Regions from separate parts of the Mus musculus genome. Here all the other regions are linked to region 3. A link is a contact called in public promoter capture Hi-C data. All regions are on one chromosome and are shown on one strand. The core of a region is the stretch at or near the end of the contact, and the rest is flanking DNA. Distances in the headings are between cores, read along the strand shown. Region 1 overlaps Gm30438 (a long non-coding RNA gene). Region 2 overlaps Ppp2r2a (protein phosphatase 2, regulatory subunit B, alpha). Region 3 holds the start of Dock5 (dedicator of cytokinesis 5).

Region 1 (4,426 bases), core at 302-2,801, 750 kb before region 3:
TGCAGAGATGAAGATACCACTTCAAGTTCACATAGTTCCTTTTCGTTACTAACGGCTTGCTCCTAAGCTCCCCACTCTCTATTCCTTCCCTCACAGAAACCCCTCTCACACGCAGACATTGGGCACAAAACAGACAAGAAAGAGGTTGGGAGGATGGAAGAGAGAGGAGTTGCCTGGATTGCTTTATGTCAACTTATAGAAGCTTAAGGTATCTGAGAGGAAGGAACCTCGATTGAGAAAATGCCTCCATACAATCAGGCTGTGCCCAAGACTGGAAGACATTTTCATAATTAGAGTTTCATAGGGGAGGGCCTGGACCCTTGTGGGTGGTGCCACCTCTCAGCTGGAGCTCCTGAGTGCTAGAAAAAAGCAAGCTGAGCAAGCCATGAGGAGCAAGCCAGCAAGCAGCACTCCTCCATGACCTCTGCATCAGCTCCTGCCCCCAGGTTCCTGCCCTGTTTGATTTTCTACTCTGACTTCCTTCCATGAACAGTGCAGGAGAAGTGCAAGCCAGGTAAACTCTTTCCTCCCCACATTGTTTTTGGTTGTGGTGTTTGATCGCAGCAATGATAACCCTAACTAGGACAAGAACAATCTGTTGTTCTTGTCCTCACCGGTTTTGGGTTTCATGCAAACAGTAACATTCCATGTACCTGACAGTGGATGGTGGCTGTTTTTAGACTCCCACATCCAGACTCATGGTGTCTGCCCAGACACAGCAGCACCGCTGGGCACTGTCCTCTTGGCTGCCACAAAAAGGTATCAAAGGTTTGGCGGTTTAAAATAGCTGAAGTGTGGGGCTGTGGAGATGGCTCAGTGGATAAAGCGATTGCCTATAACCTCATCACTGGTGGGAGGCAGAGACAGAGAATCCCCGGAGCAAGCTGAGTGGCCAGACTAGCTGAAGCACTGAGCTCCAGGGTCAGTTGCAGTATGTGGACCTGGGTTTGGATGCTAGCACACATATGGCAATTCACAACCTTCTAATTCCAGTTCCAGGGATCCGACACCCTTTTCTGGCCTGTGCAGGCACTGCATGCATGTCAACCACATGCAGGCAGGCAAAGCACTCATACCCAGGACCAGCTAGCTGTCTTACCTTCCTGCTGCTGTGCCTTCCCCACCGTGCTTGACACATCCCGGCTCCCCCGCCCCCCTTTAAACTGTGAACCAAATTAGGTTGCCTTTGTAAGGGATTTGCTGAGAGTGGTTCTGCTGCATTCCAGGCAGGTGACTTGAGCCTCCTATTTCCTTATCTGTAAAATGGGCATAACAAGGGCACCTGCCTGGCCAGGTGTGGCCTGGATCGAGTGAGATGCTGTAAAAGCGTGTGTGGGTGGATGGGTGGTGGTGAAGATGATGTTGATGATGTTGGTGGTGTAGTTGCCCTGGTTATTAGTCCAGAGGACTCACCATTGCATTGATTACAGTACAGAAAGGGCTCAGCTTGCAAGGACTAACCAGACTTGGCTCTTGCAGGCCAGAATCTAGTATATGGCACGGAGATGCCTGGCAGCTGCCAGGAGTCCAGAAAGTAGAGTTCTGCAACTGCTGGGAGGGATGGTTGAACGGTTCACCAAACAACACTGGCATCAGGTAGCCTTTTGCCCCCACCTCCAAAGAGGTAGAAAAGGTGACAATAGAGGTTTTCCATTCCGTTTTTTGTGCCTGCGATGTGCGCACAGAGCCTCAGGAGGTAAACAATCCACCTCCACCAGCTTATCTACCAACTACGTTTTTTTCCAACAGTGCCAGCTTTAGAATCACAACTGCAACCAGGACCCTCTAGCATCCTGTGGAAGTCACTACCTCCCAAGCCCTTAAACCTTTGAAATGGCTTGTTTAAACGCGTCGACATCCTTCGGGTGCCTGCCTCCAGGAAGGAGGGAGAAGGCTGTGCAGTGATTGGCTAGGAAGTGGGCGGAGCCACTGCGTGACTGCTTGTGTTCCACCTCCTGTAGAAGTCCTGGCTGTCCGCAGGGAGGAGGAGGGGACTAGGGCAGCTCCACTGGGCGTGTTGCCTAGGGACACTTAGAAGATTGCAAGAGATTTTAATTTCTTGCTTAAGAGTCAGGGTCAGAGTCCCGTCTTATCTTAGTGGTTTCTGTCTGAACCTTCCAATGCCATCGCCCTACCTGTAATAGGTCGATAAAGTTAAATGGGAAAAAAAAAGAATTAGCTAATTATTTAATAAATGAAGCTGTTGCTTGCAGGTCACAGTCGACGATCCTGCTGTGTCATCCGTGGAGGGCTGAGTCAGCCCTGCCTCAAACCTGAACCCAGTGGACCGGGATCTGTACGAGGCTCTCTAGCTCCACCGTCTGGCAGGGGAGCGCAATGAGCTTTGCGACCGTGAAACCGAGACACTGTTAAGGATAAAAACAGGACTAAACCTCACCGAGTAGTTCATGTGTCCCTTTCCCTTTAACTCTCTATCCTCCAGCTAGATCCGTTTACCGGAGATCTGGGTTTCTGCTGATTGCTTTACAGAGCCCTCTGCCCCCGTGCTCCCCCAGGACTTCAGGCACGCCCTTGGCCAGAACCCAGGCGCCGCCTAGGCTCTCTCTTCACTTCCTGCCTCCTAACTCTCAAGAGGGGCGGAGCTGCTTTCTAGAAGGCAATTTGAACCTGGGCTTTTTTTTTTTTTTTTTTTTTTTTTTTTTTTTTGGTCATCACAATAAAGGGGAGCCTTACTGGCATTTAGTGGCGCTGACCCGCCATGCTGGACATCTAGTAGGATAGTTCATATTGTCTTAGGAGGTTTTTCAGATATCCTGCTGGACATTTGTGTAGGTGAATGCCATGCATTAACTCTCAGAGCTAGGACCAGGTCTATTCCATTTATAAACATAAAGGACTTTCTGTAAGACCCTCCTTTCTCTCTCCCACCGTCCTTTACTTCATTTCTTGCTACCATTCCCACCCCGTTCTTATTTTCTGCGACAGACTCTTGCTTTGTATAGTCCAGAGCTAGGACCAGCTCCATTTTATTTACAAACAAGTTTTTTGAAGGTCCTTCCTTCCTTCCTTCCTTCCTTCCTTCCTTCCTTCCTCCCTCCCTCCCTCCCTCCCTCCCCCTCTCTCCCTTCCTCTTTCCCTCCCTCCCTTCCTCTTTCCCTCCCTCCCTTCCTCTTTCCCTCCCTCCTTTCTTTCCTTCTTTCCTTCCTTCCCTTATTCTTTCTATGGAGCCCATGCTGACCTGAAACATGTAATCCTCCTGCCTCCGTTTCTTCCCAAGAACTGGAACTGCACTTATCACCGTAGCCAGATGAAGCTTTTATTACAACAAAATCTATACAATATTCCAGGCACCGTTTTAGCCATTTCTAAGTGAACAACATCAGTGGCTGACTTGTATTCAGAATGCTATGAAACCATCGTTTCTGTCAATCTCCAAATCTTTTCCATGACTCCAAACAGAGACAGGGTAGTCAGTAATCAGGAACTCCCATCCTGCCTCCTCTAGCCAGGGCTTCCTCTGATCTACTTTCAGTCTCCGTGAGCTTGTGGGTTCTCAGTACCTCAGGTGAGTGGATGCGGGCAGTGTTTGGCCTTTGTTTTGTTGACAGCTTAAAGGAAAGTTGCCACCACTGCAGATATAGCTCCATGCCTGCTGTTTGAATCATAGTAAAATACAAATGTATCAGTCTGCGCTTATAGCTGTCTCAAGCCACATGGCTGCTTGCATCTGAAACAGGATGTTTTATAACATAACTGTCCGAATATTCACATATCCGAATATGTATTATTTTGTATGTTCTTATTTACATTTTTATACTAAAACTTGTATGTGGGTAGCATACTGATTTAACTTTAGTAAAAGTACATTACAAAACATTTATTACAGAAAGAGACACAGGGTGTGGTGGGGCTAAAATTTCCAAACAACCAGTCCTGAGATCTGGGGTATATCTCTGGAAATGGCATGCTATTAACTTCCTACGACTACTACCTGTCTCTGGAAACCTGCATGGTTAGTCCTCATTCCTCAAGCAGTAAATCTCCAAACTATCTCTTCTGTTGACTTTTGGTCACTCTCTGCTTTCTGTGGCCTGGGAAGTACAGTCAGTCAGGGGCCTTTATTTCTGTGTTGTCAGTGTTGGGCACTGTCCTTACTACTACCATTCCTGGCTCACAATAGGCACAGGCATTATAAAGAATTGACAGGGAGACTTTATTTTTTAATATTTATTTTTCTTTTAAAAGATGTGTGTGTGTGTGTGTGTGTGTGTGTGTGTGTGTGTGTGTGTGTGTGTGAGAGAGAGAGAGAGAGAGAGAGAGAGAGAGAGAGAGAGAGAGAGAGAGAGAGAGAAAGAGAGAGTCCCTGCAACTGGAATTAAGGCAGTTGTGAGCTGTTGTGTGAATGCTGAAAACCGAACTTGGGTCCTCTGCAAGAGCAGCATGTGCTCTTAACCACTGTGCTATC
Region 2 (4,221 bases), core at 1,689-4,188, 860 kb before region 3:
GAGAATAAGAACAGTGACTATTCTTCCAGAGAACTTCAGTCTGATTATAGGCACCAACATGGCAGCTTACAACTGTCTGCAACTGCTTAACTAGGGGTTATCCAACACCCTTGTCTGACATCTGTGCGCAAAAGGTACACACTCAATACAAAGATGTACAAACATCAACACATAAAATAGTAAGACAACCCCCAGTTTCTTCACTCTAATTATCCCTTGCTTGCTCTAAGCACTGAAATAAACATACATCTTTACATGACTTACAAGAAAGGCATGCTCATGTACACCTGAAGCATTAGCACGGAAGCAAGAAGAACTTGAGTTCCATGCCAGCAAAGACTATACCACATAAAAAAAAAGAGAGTTCCAAGCCACGAAAGATAGTCTCAAAAACCAACAGGCCAGGTATGGTGGCACGTAAGAGCCAGGTGGAGGTGGAGCTCTGTGAGTTCAAGAATAGTGAGCAAGTTCCAGGTCACCCAGGGACTACTCATTAAAACTATGTCTCTAAAACAAAACAAGCCTGTCTATTCTTATGAGCAAGGTAGTGGGTTTTTAAATAGTTATGCATTCATTTAAACATCAAAAACCCACTAAGTCGGGGTTTTTAGTAAACCTTTTATAATGGAGTTCACTGGGTGAACTGATTTGCCCAACACCACAGTGAATAATGACTAAGGAAGATGCAAACTTCAGCCTAAGACCTGAGTCTGTGCTCTTACCAACTCAAAACAGAAAGTTACAAGTCAAGAAAAATTAAAAACTTAAAATGCGTAGTGTTATGGTGACCTCACAGAGTTTGAGAACTCCATGACATAAAAAAACTAGAATGACAGAATTTAGTACCTCAACTTCTTCTCAGGATGCTATTCCAAAGGTAAAACACACAGGCTGCATGCCTGCAGACCTGTGTAGATGAAACAGTAACTTAGCATATAAGTGTCCTGCCTTGCCTTAAAGACCAAAAAGGCAAAGATAGCAAGAGCCTGTAGCTGAGTGTCAAACTCTGTTTTGTATACCTAATAAAACTCCTAAGCCTTGAAAAGTCAGTCCAGTAAAGACATTATTCTTAATTAAGGTCCCTACTGAGTAACCATCTTAAAACAACTATCAGTAGTAAGAATATGGCGCTACCTCCTTCTGACATCTGAGAACTAACAAAAGCAGAAAGAAACAGCAGAAATCACTTCATCCAGTCCCATTCATTTTATGGCTAAGTACAGGAACCCAGAAAGGCTCAAGGCAGAGCAACAGACTCTAAATTGTTGGACCCTTCTCTGCATTATAAAGCTGCAAACAAGAAACAGAAAGACCTCTTCAGAAGTTCACCTCTACTATCCTAGACCTTCTATCTCTCTGCTTCCCCTTTAAAAACCCTAGCAACAGGAACACTGACACTCAAGATATCCAATGCCTACTGTATGCCAGGTGTTGTTCTAGGCCAAGCAGTTTACATATGACATTTTCGGAGAAACAAAGATCTTTGTCACTAGGCTTAAAGTGTAACAGTGGAGACTCAAGGTACTAAATATACTTATTTAACAAAGTAATGTAAAATAGATTTTAAAAATGATTTCCACAGGAGGTAATTAGAAGGTTATAGTGTGACTGAGGGTGAGTGGGATTCTGACTAAGGAACAATTGTAGGAGGATGTCTGACATATCAATGGGATTAACAGACTGGGGATGTAGCTAAGTGGTGTAGCATCTGCCTAGCATGCACAAGGCTAGGGTTCAATCCCAAGAATAGCAAAAACATTCCAAAGTAGAATGCATAGTGTTTGCTTGTACAGTATCAGTTTAGTAGCCCCTTAATAGCTTAAGAGGAACATACTAAAGAAATGTCATAGTTTGCCTGCTGAAATCTAGTTTCTAATCCAGTGGATCCAATGATCCACTGAAAATTTCCAAGAAAGAAGACAAACCAGGATTGTATTTAAAATTAGAAGTACAACACAGGAAGAAAGTGGTCCCTATTTAAGAAGTTAATGCAGCTGGGCATGGTAGCCACCACACCTTTAATCCCAGCACTGTGGAGGCAGAAGCAGGTAGATCTGAGTTCAAAGCCAGCCTGGTCCCAGGACAGCCAGAACTACAGAGAAACCATCTCCAAAACAAGGTTCCAAGGCAGGTATAGAAGATAAACGCATTACACAAATAAATCAGCATGTCCTGGCTGCTGCTGGCTACAAGGGCACGATCAGACATCATAAGCTACTAATAGCAAAAATAAAAAAAATCAGAATGCATCATTAACAAAAAGCAGGCAGTCTAAGGGTGGAGCTAGCAACCATTTAAAGATTGTAATCCCTACCTATGGGCCATGTACAATAATCATATTCTGCATTAGAAAAGCAAAACTTCCCCTTAATAAACATAGCAGACAGAAGTATACCAAGTAGTTTCTGAGACTGCAAATCAAAGCAGTGTAACTTGAAAACAATGCTGCGCATGTACTTGTGAAGACACAGCACTAACAAGTTATGTTCTTTCTGAAGCGCGCACTCCAAGTAGGAGCACACTGTCACTACATATACCCTAGGAAGTTATTTAATCAATAGGGAGCAAAGTGAAGCTAGTAAGAACTGACATACAAGGAAGAATTAAAACTGATCCATCACATATATTCTGTATATGTGTGAAGTAGCACAAACTATCACTTGTTTTGGTTAAGTAATTGATATTCAGTTTAGAAAATCTATTTCTTCTGATTGAGTGAAGTCTTCTTTCTCCCCATGATTAACAAGAAGTAAACAGAGTTTCTTAAGGGTAGACAGCTTATGTTCTAGACACCACACACCCGTTCTCAACATTCAGGAGACCTTTGTTTGATAAGGGAATAAACAGTGCAACCAAGAAATGTTTTCCAAGTAGAGAGCACTTTCATAACATGCCAAGTATTACACAACCGCACAGAACCGAGGATCCAATACCTGAGTGCCTACTACTCAACAGGTAATGGAGTTACAAAATCAGGAATTCGAGACTCCTCCCTCCAACACAGGATTTATTTCCACAGAAAAGCAGCACCGATTGACCATCACTGAGTCACTCTAAACCCTTTAATTCTTTCCAAGTTTCCAGTCTCTCATGTGAGAAAGGAATAAGGACCACCAGAAAACAAAGGTAACAGAGGCTGGAAGCACAAGTGTGCCAATGACTTTCTACAGGACTCACCACACCACGCACACACTGGAGACAAATGTCACCACACAAGCATCTCCTAGTCAACAGTCTTTGGCCTACCACCACCTGAAAAGAAATCCTCAGCACAGCACTCTATGGCAGCAGAGGAGAACCACAAGGAAAGGTTCCACACCTAAAGAAAGGGGTACACATTTTCAGACAACCAGAAATACATACTCTTCTTTGACTTCTATTTAGAAAAATCCCACTAACTTTATTGGGGAGGCAGAGGCAGGCGGATGGATCTCCGAATTCAAGAACAACCTAGTCTACATAGCAAATTCAAAGCCAGCTAGGGACAGACAGGCAGACAGACACAGACAGACAGACAGACACACACACATCCTCTCCCTCTCAAATACACACACATACACACACAGAGTCCACAAACTATATTAAATATTTCTGAGCAAAGAATCCCTTTTGAGATTATTTGTCTCTATCACAAAAGATCACCTCAGACTGCACGCAAGACCTTGACATTTCAAAACTTTAGATACGTTCTGAAATAAATTAGCAAGTTTCTATCTCAAAAAAAGTCCCCACAGTAATTTGTTCTATCTTATCTGTCTTAACCACACGCACAAATCCCTGCAGCACAGTAAAGTGAATCATGTGGACCAGCAGCCATGTCGACCAGTGCCACATCCCAAAGCAGTGGAGTTCAAAAGAACCAGAGCCCCCCACAGAGTAAGAGGTGCTGCTGGGAGCGGTTCTGAGCTAAGAGCTGCTGGCCTCTGTTTCTCTGTTTTATCGAAAAATAACACATAAACATGAAGACCAGTCATTTATATGTAGAATGTATGTAACAAAGACACCTTAGTCACACAAACCTTAGAGCACTGACTGCTGGACATCTACTTCATTAACTCAATGAAAAAAAAAAAGATAAGCAAGACATAAGAAGATATACAGACTTTTCAGAAAGGTGATTTTTTTTAAAGCTATCATCCCACCTCTCAGAAAGCAAACACAAAACACTGAGTTCCTTCAGCACCCAGGACTTTTAAGTCGATAGTCGTCACTGTTAAAATG
Region 3 (4,482 bases), core at 679-3,178:
TCTAGTGAAGTAACTGCCCCAGATTACACCCTGGAACAACTCTGCTAAGCTCTGTCCCCTAGAAACACTATCCGAACACTTTCAGTGCCCACTGATAAATAACCAAAAACCTGACTCCAAAACACGGGAATACTGGAAACATTCTTACTCCCGTGCCTATGGTTACATACAGCAAACCCATCGGAAACATACTTGTTGGGAACAACTTTTAACCCAGGTAAAGTTAGAAATGACCCTTTTATAATTAGTGGTTAGTTACTGCTAAGCATATTTTAGTCATTAATTAGTACTCTATAATGTTTAAATAAATTAATTTCCTCTTGTGGTACAGAAGATGGAAGCCAGGGCTTTAGGCATGCTCTATGATTGTCACACCCAACCCTTCATCCATTTTACAGTATTTCACTTACACAATGACCAGCTACTTACTAGCAGGTATCTAGTCAAGTTACTTATCAAGGCTAAGTCAAGACCTACTGATCTGGGACTGAAGAAATGTCACCTTTCCATGTAACCCACAGCCATGTGGAGGAGCAAAAATTCTAAAAGTAAAGACAAATTAAAAAAAAAAAGGTTGAGAATTATGCATATATATATGTGTGTGTGTGTGTGTGTATATATACATATTTGCAAATGTACATATGCAGGCTTTCAATCTGCATCACATTATAATATACTAAAGACTGAAGGCGGTGTCTGAGTCCCGGTTACATAGGCACATAGGACTTCATGTCTGTCACGGCAGACTGATAATTTCAGGCAGTGTTCCTGTGGGTCCAGGACTTGAAGGAAAAGAGGTGCGCTGACAGGAGTGAAGTAAGGGGTTGCATTTCAAACGCGCCAAGTGAGTGGACCTGAGAGAAAGTGATAAAATTCCCACACAACACACTTGTTTATTCCAGAGGCTCCATTTAAAGTCTAATTCTCCTGGCAATCGTCCGGCTAAAGGTGAGTGCTTCCTCCCTGACCTGGCTCAATGAAAAGTGAAAGTGGAAAGTTTTTCCACCTGGGTCCAACCCCTCAACGCCAAGGTTTCAGATCCAAACCTAGAGGCCAGAGTTCAGCAATGACGGAGCGCTAGGGTACTGCGAACACAAACGCCACCCGCTTGCGCGGAACCTACCCTCTTCCTGCCCCTGGGGGGAAGCTGTGTCACACCTCTCCAACCACGCCAGTAGGTCAGATGGGTGTCCTCACAAACAGCCCCAGGACCCCCTTGCCCTCCTTCCCACGCCTCACACTTCCTGCCTCTTCCATCACCTCTACTGGCAACTTCGGCTTCCCATTTTGTCTTTGACTGCGATCCGGACTGCAGTCCCAGGGAGGGAGGGAGAGAGGGAAAGGGACTCTGGAGCTTCCAAGTGGGATCTGGGGAAGGGCACTCGCAAAGCGCACCGTCCCACGTGCGGCCCTCGCTGGCCACCAACGGCAGTGGGGACCTGGCGCGTTCCCACAGTGTGCGCCACTAGAGTTGGGGTTCGGATAGGGGAGGATCAGAGTCCCCAAGCCTAAAAGCACTTTTACACCAGAGCGGGCTAGACTCCCGGGGTGCAGCAGCGGGACCGAGTGGCCGAGTGTGCGCGAGCTCCGCGGGGCCAAAGTGGACTCCCGGGCGCTCGGGCGAGGGTGGGGCGGGGCAAGCACTCACCAACCCCATACTTCTGCCTCTTGGTAGGGATCCAACGGGCCATGGCGACGACCTCGCCCCGCGGCGCTAGCGGCTACAGACACTCGTGCTCGGAGCGCTGCTGCGCCGGCCGGACTCCTCCGCCATGTTCCGGCAAAACTTGGACGACTTTGGCGCGCCGGCCGCGTCTACGCCGTCCCGCCTCGCTCGCGCCCGGGGCCCCGCACGCACGCCCGCTCGCCCGCGGTCACCTGCTGGGACCGGCGGCCGTGCAGCCCCGCGCGCCCTCCCCGGCGCCGCCCGGGCTCCTCCCGCTGGCCGCGCCCTCTGCGCCCCGGGGCCGCCCGCCTCCCCCGCCGGCTCCGCCTCGCCCGGCTGGAGCCGCAGCCCGGAGCCGCCCGCCCGGTCCTCCCAGCGTCGGCTCTGCGATTGCCCAGCGCTCCCGGGCTGCTGCGCCGCCGAGCGCGGAGGAGGAGCTGGTGAGAGTCACCGGTCGCCTCCGGACGCTCAGTAAATATTTGTTGAATGAATGAGCCGTGAGCTCCCGCCTTCGCCTCCGGGAGCGTCTGCTGCAGCCCCGAGAGAGCCGGAAGCCGAGCTTCAAGGTCCGCAGAGAACTGGTGCAAGGGACACGGGCGCTTCAGAAGTAGACGTATCCAATCTAGAAGACCCTCCGTTAGGACACTGTTGACAAAGCGCTAATCCGGAAACCCCAAACTCAGGGATTTATTTCTCCTCAGTTGCAGCAACACAAACTTTCACACTAAGGGAAGAAGTTCGCTCCAAAAGGTTCCCCTTTCCAACTGACCCCCTGCCCAGAAGGCATCCTTGTGGGGAGGACCCCAGAACATCTACCACCACCACCACCACCCCACCCCCCAACTCCCACCACTGTCCTTTTTCAGCCTGGGACTGAGGACTCCAAAAGGCAGTTGTGCGTTAAACTACACAGGGGTGCGCTTGGCGCCCTCTGCCGGCGGGGAGACGCGCTTCCATCTTGGAGAGACCTCCAGAATGAAAAAGCTACTTAGTAGTAAGGACACCTCACACTTAGAAGTAAAATTTCAGACTAACCAGCCAACCAGTTAGCTTCGCCATCTGAAAAATACCTCTTGCGGGAAATTGTGTTGTTCTTGGAGTCTGTGGAGGCTTTCTTGCCGGTTTGGAACCTGACAAGAACAGAACATGTAATTAAAACACACAGTAATAGACAGTAATGCTTGATTAGAGATGAGTGAACTCTGATGACTTTTTGCAAACCATGCCTGAATATATATATATATATATTAGTCTTGGTTTTCCTCCTGAGAAAGTAAGTTCTGAACTTAAAGTCCTGGTTGAAAGAAACAATAGGTACTTATGACCGTGCTTCAGCCATCTTTCTTAAAGTGGTTCAGTCGCATCTCTTTTTTTTTAATGCCAGTTTTTATTCTTGATAGTTGAGATCTTAAAGTTGAGTATGATTACATAATGTGTCATTTATCTCCTTTGTGATTTAAAGTTACATGTTCATTGTATACTTAATACTGAATATTTAGAAAAATAAAATCACCAAAAATTCTAAGCAATAGGGAAGCAATCAACCAAACTACAAACTGAGCTACTGTACTAAGCAGTTCTCAAAAGAAGAAATTAAAAATGGCTAAGGAAACACTCTAAAAAAAGAAAGAAAAAAGTTCCAATAGGAATCTATTTATAATACACAGCAAGACATATTTCCATCAGTGTAGACCTGACATCCACAAAGATTTCCACCATCTCCCCAAAAATAACTTCTTCTAGGTCAATGATGTTGTGATCGACTTAACCACCCAAGCTAGATAATTTCTCTTCCTTCCGCCCTAAGTGACCTACTATGTGTTGGGCACTGTTCCTGGAATGGAGGTTCAGTAGTGAGGTAAATGAGACCCCTACCTTCACACAGCTGTTGGAAGAAGTTAAGACTTGAAATTAATGCATGCCAAAGGAGGCTAGGCCTGCAAAGAGAAACCCTAGCCAGGAACATGGGGAGTGTGGGTGCCAGAGATTTACACAGAAACATCTGGAAAGACATCTGAGATAAGGGGAGACTGAAAGGCAGAACTACAGGAAGTGAGGATGACCCCATGATAAAAGGGGGAGTGTTCTGGACCACATGGACAGCAAACACAAAGGCCACCAAGCAGGTCTAACAGGCTCCAAACTGGCATAGAATCCTGGACAGCGAGTGATCTGAGCGAAACAGGAAACTTGGCTCAAGAGGCACCGGCGAAGGAGGGCCATGACCCGGACGAGGACTTCCTGTGTTGTTACAGATTCTAAAGGTTCTCGGGCTTGTGTCGGTGGGGATACCAGACACTGTCCAACTGTGTCTGCTGTGGTGTGAACCGACTGACTCTAAAGGGCTAACTAAGGATGCCAGTTAATGGAGAACGCCAGGGATGGTAGGCTGCTGTGAAAGGGGCTGGAGTTCTAGACATAAACTGAAGGGGGCGCCAACAGGAAGACAGTGCGAGCAGAGAGGGATTCTCTATGAAGCTTACTGGCCTCTCTGATTTACCAGTCAAAGATGCACATAGGCTCTACAAATTTTGATTTTGTAGTGTGAGGGATAAAGTAAAGAATGACCCGGGGCTTGAACGACTGGTGATCACAGCTGTCATTTCTGTTTGTTGTTGATCTTCCATGATAGCATCCTTGTGCATATCCTCTGCTTTGGATCAAAGTTTACCTTTGAGTATTTCCTAGGACTTACTCCCCCCCCCCTCAGCTATTACTCCCCTTGGACCTTTAGTAGCTGTCAACCTTGGTCTGGAGCTTAGGTCTGGGCTGCCCTGGGGCAGGAGCTGCCCTGAGTTGCCTCAGTTGCCTGTGTG

What was found. Promoter capture Hi-C pulls out the DNA fragments that hold promoters and counts their contacts.
Region 1: a promoter capture Hi-C map of liver shows a contact between it and region 3, with 2.9 times the contacts expected there. The contact joins the enhancer-like site here to the promoter of Dock5 in region 3. A contact is called at or near these places in 5 of 39 promoter capture datasets (the 3T3-L1 cell line, the C10 cell line, cranial neural crest and 2 more), 1 of 15 datasets of contacts at CTCF or cohesin (large pre-B cells), 2 of 484 Hi-C or Micro-C datasets (embryonic fibroblasts and embryonic stem cells), 2 of 115 datasets of contacts at active chromatin or transcription factors (forebrain and pancreatic cancer cells) and 1 of 9 other capture datasets (adipose tissue).
Region 2: a promoter capture Hi-C map of liver shows a contact between it and region 3, with 2.8 times the contacts expected there. The contact joins the enhancer-like site here to the promoter of Dock5 in region 3. A contact is called at or near these places in 6 of 39 promoter capture datasets (the 3T3-L1 cell line, cranial neural crest, liver and 3 more), 1 of 484 Hi-C or Micro-C datasets (cranial neural crest), 3 of 115 datasets of contacts at active chromatin or transcription factors (embryonic limb bud, forebrain and pancreatic cancer cells) and 1 of 9 other capture datasets (liver).

Annotation. Positions count from the first base shown.
Region 1 is chr14:67,186,585-67,191,010 of GRCm38.p6, forward strand. Gm30438 (a long non-coding RNA gene) reads left to right here. Exons shown (of 8, transcript XR_874742.2): 8 at 2,214-2,628. Among named protein-coding and RNA genes, the nearest start is that of Gm30806, 13 kb to the right of the region's middle. Within about 2 kb of position 1,552, at least 261 of the 459 cell types and tissues checked have an H3K27ac peak or open chromatin away from gene starts, as enhancers often do. A contact at or near this core is called in adipose tissue, embryonic fibroblasts, embryonic stem cells and 4 more, where this site is marked.
Region 2 is chr14:67,066,008-67,070,228 of GRCm38.p6, forward strand. All of the region lies in intron 2 of Ppp2r2a (protein phosphatase 2, regulatory subunit B, alpha), which reads right to left. Among named protein-coding and RNA genes, the nearest start is that of Ppp2r2a, 4.4 kb to the right of the region's middle. Within about 2 kb of position 2,939, at least 7 of the 459 cell types and tissues checked have an H3K27ac peak or open chromatin away from gene starts, as enhancers often do. A contact at or near this core is called in liver, where this site is marked.
Region 3 is chr14:67,931,644-67,936,125 of GRCm38.p6, forward strand. Dock5 (dedicator of cytokinesis 5) reads right to left here and starts at 1,929. Exons shown (of 52, transcript NM_177780.3): 1 at 1,649-1,929. The coding sequence starts at 1,691.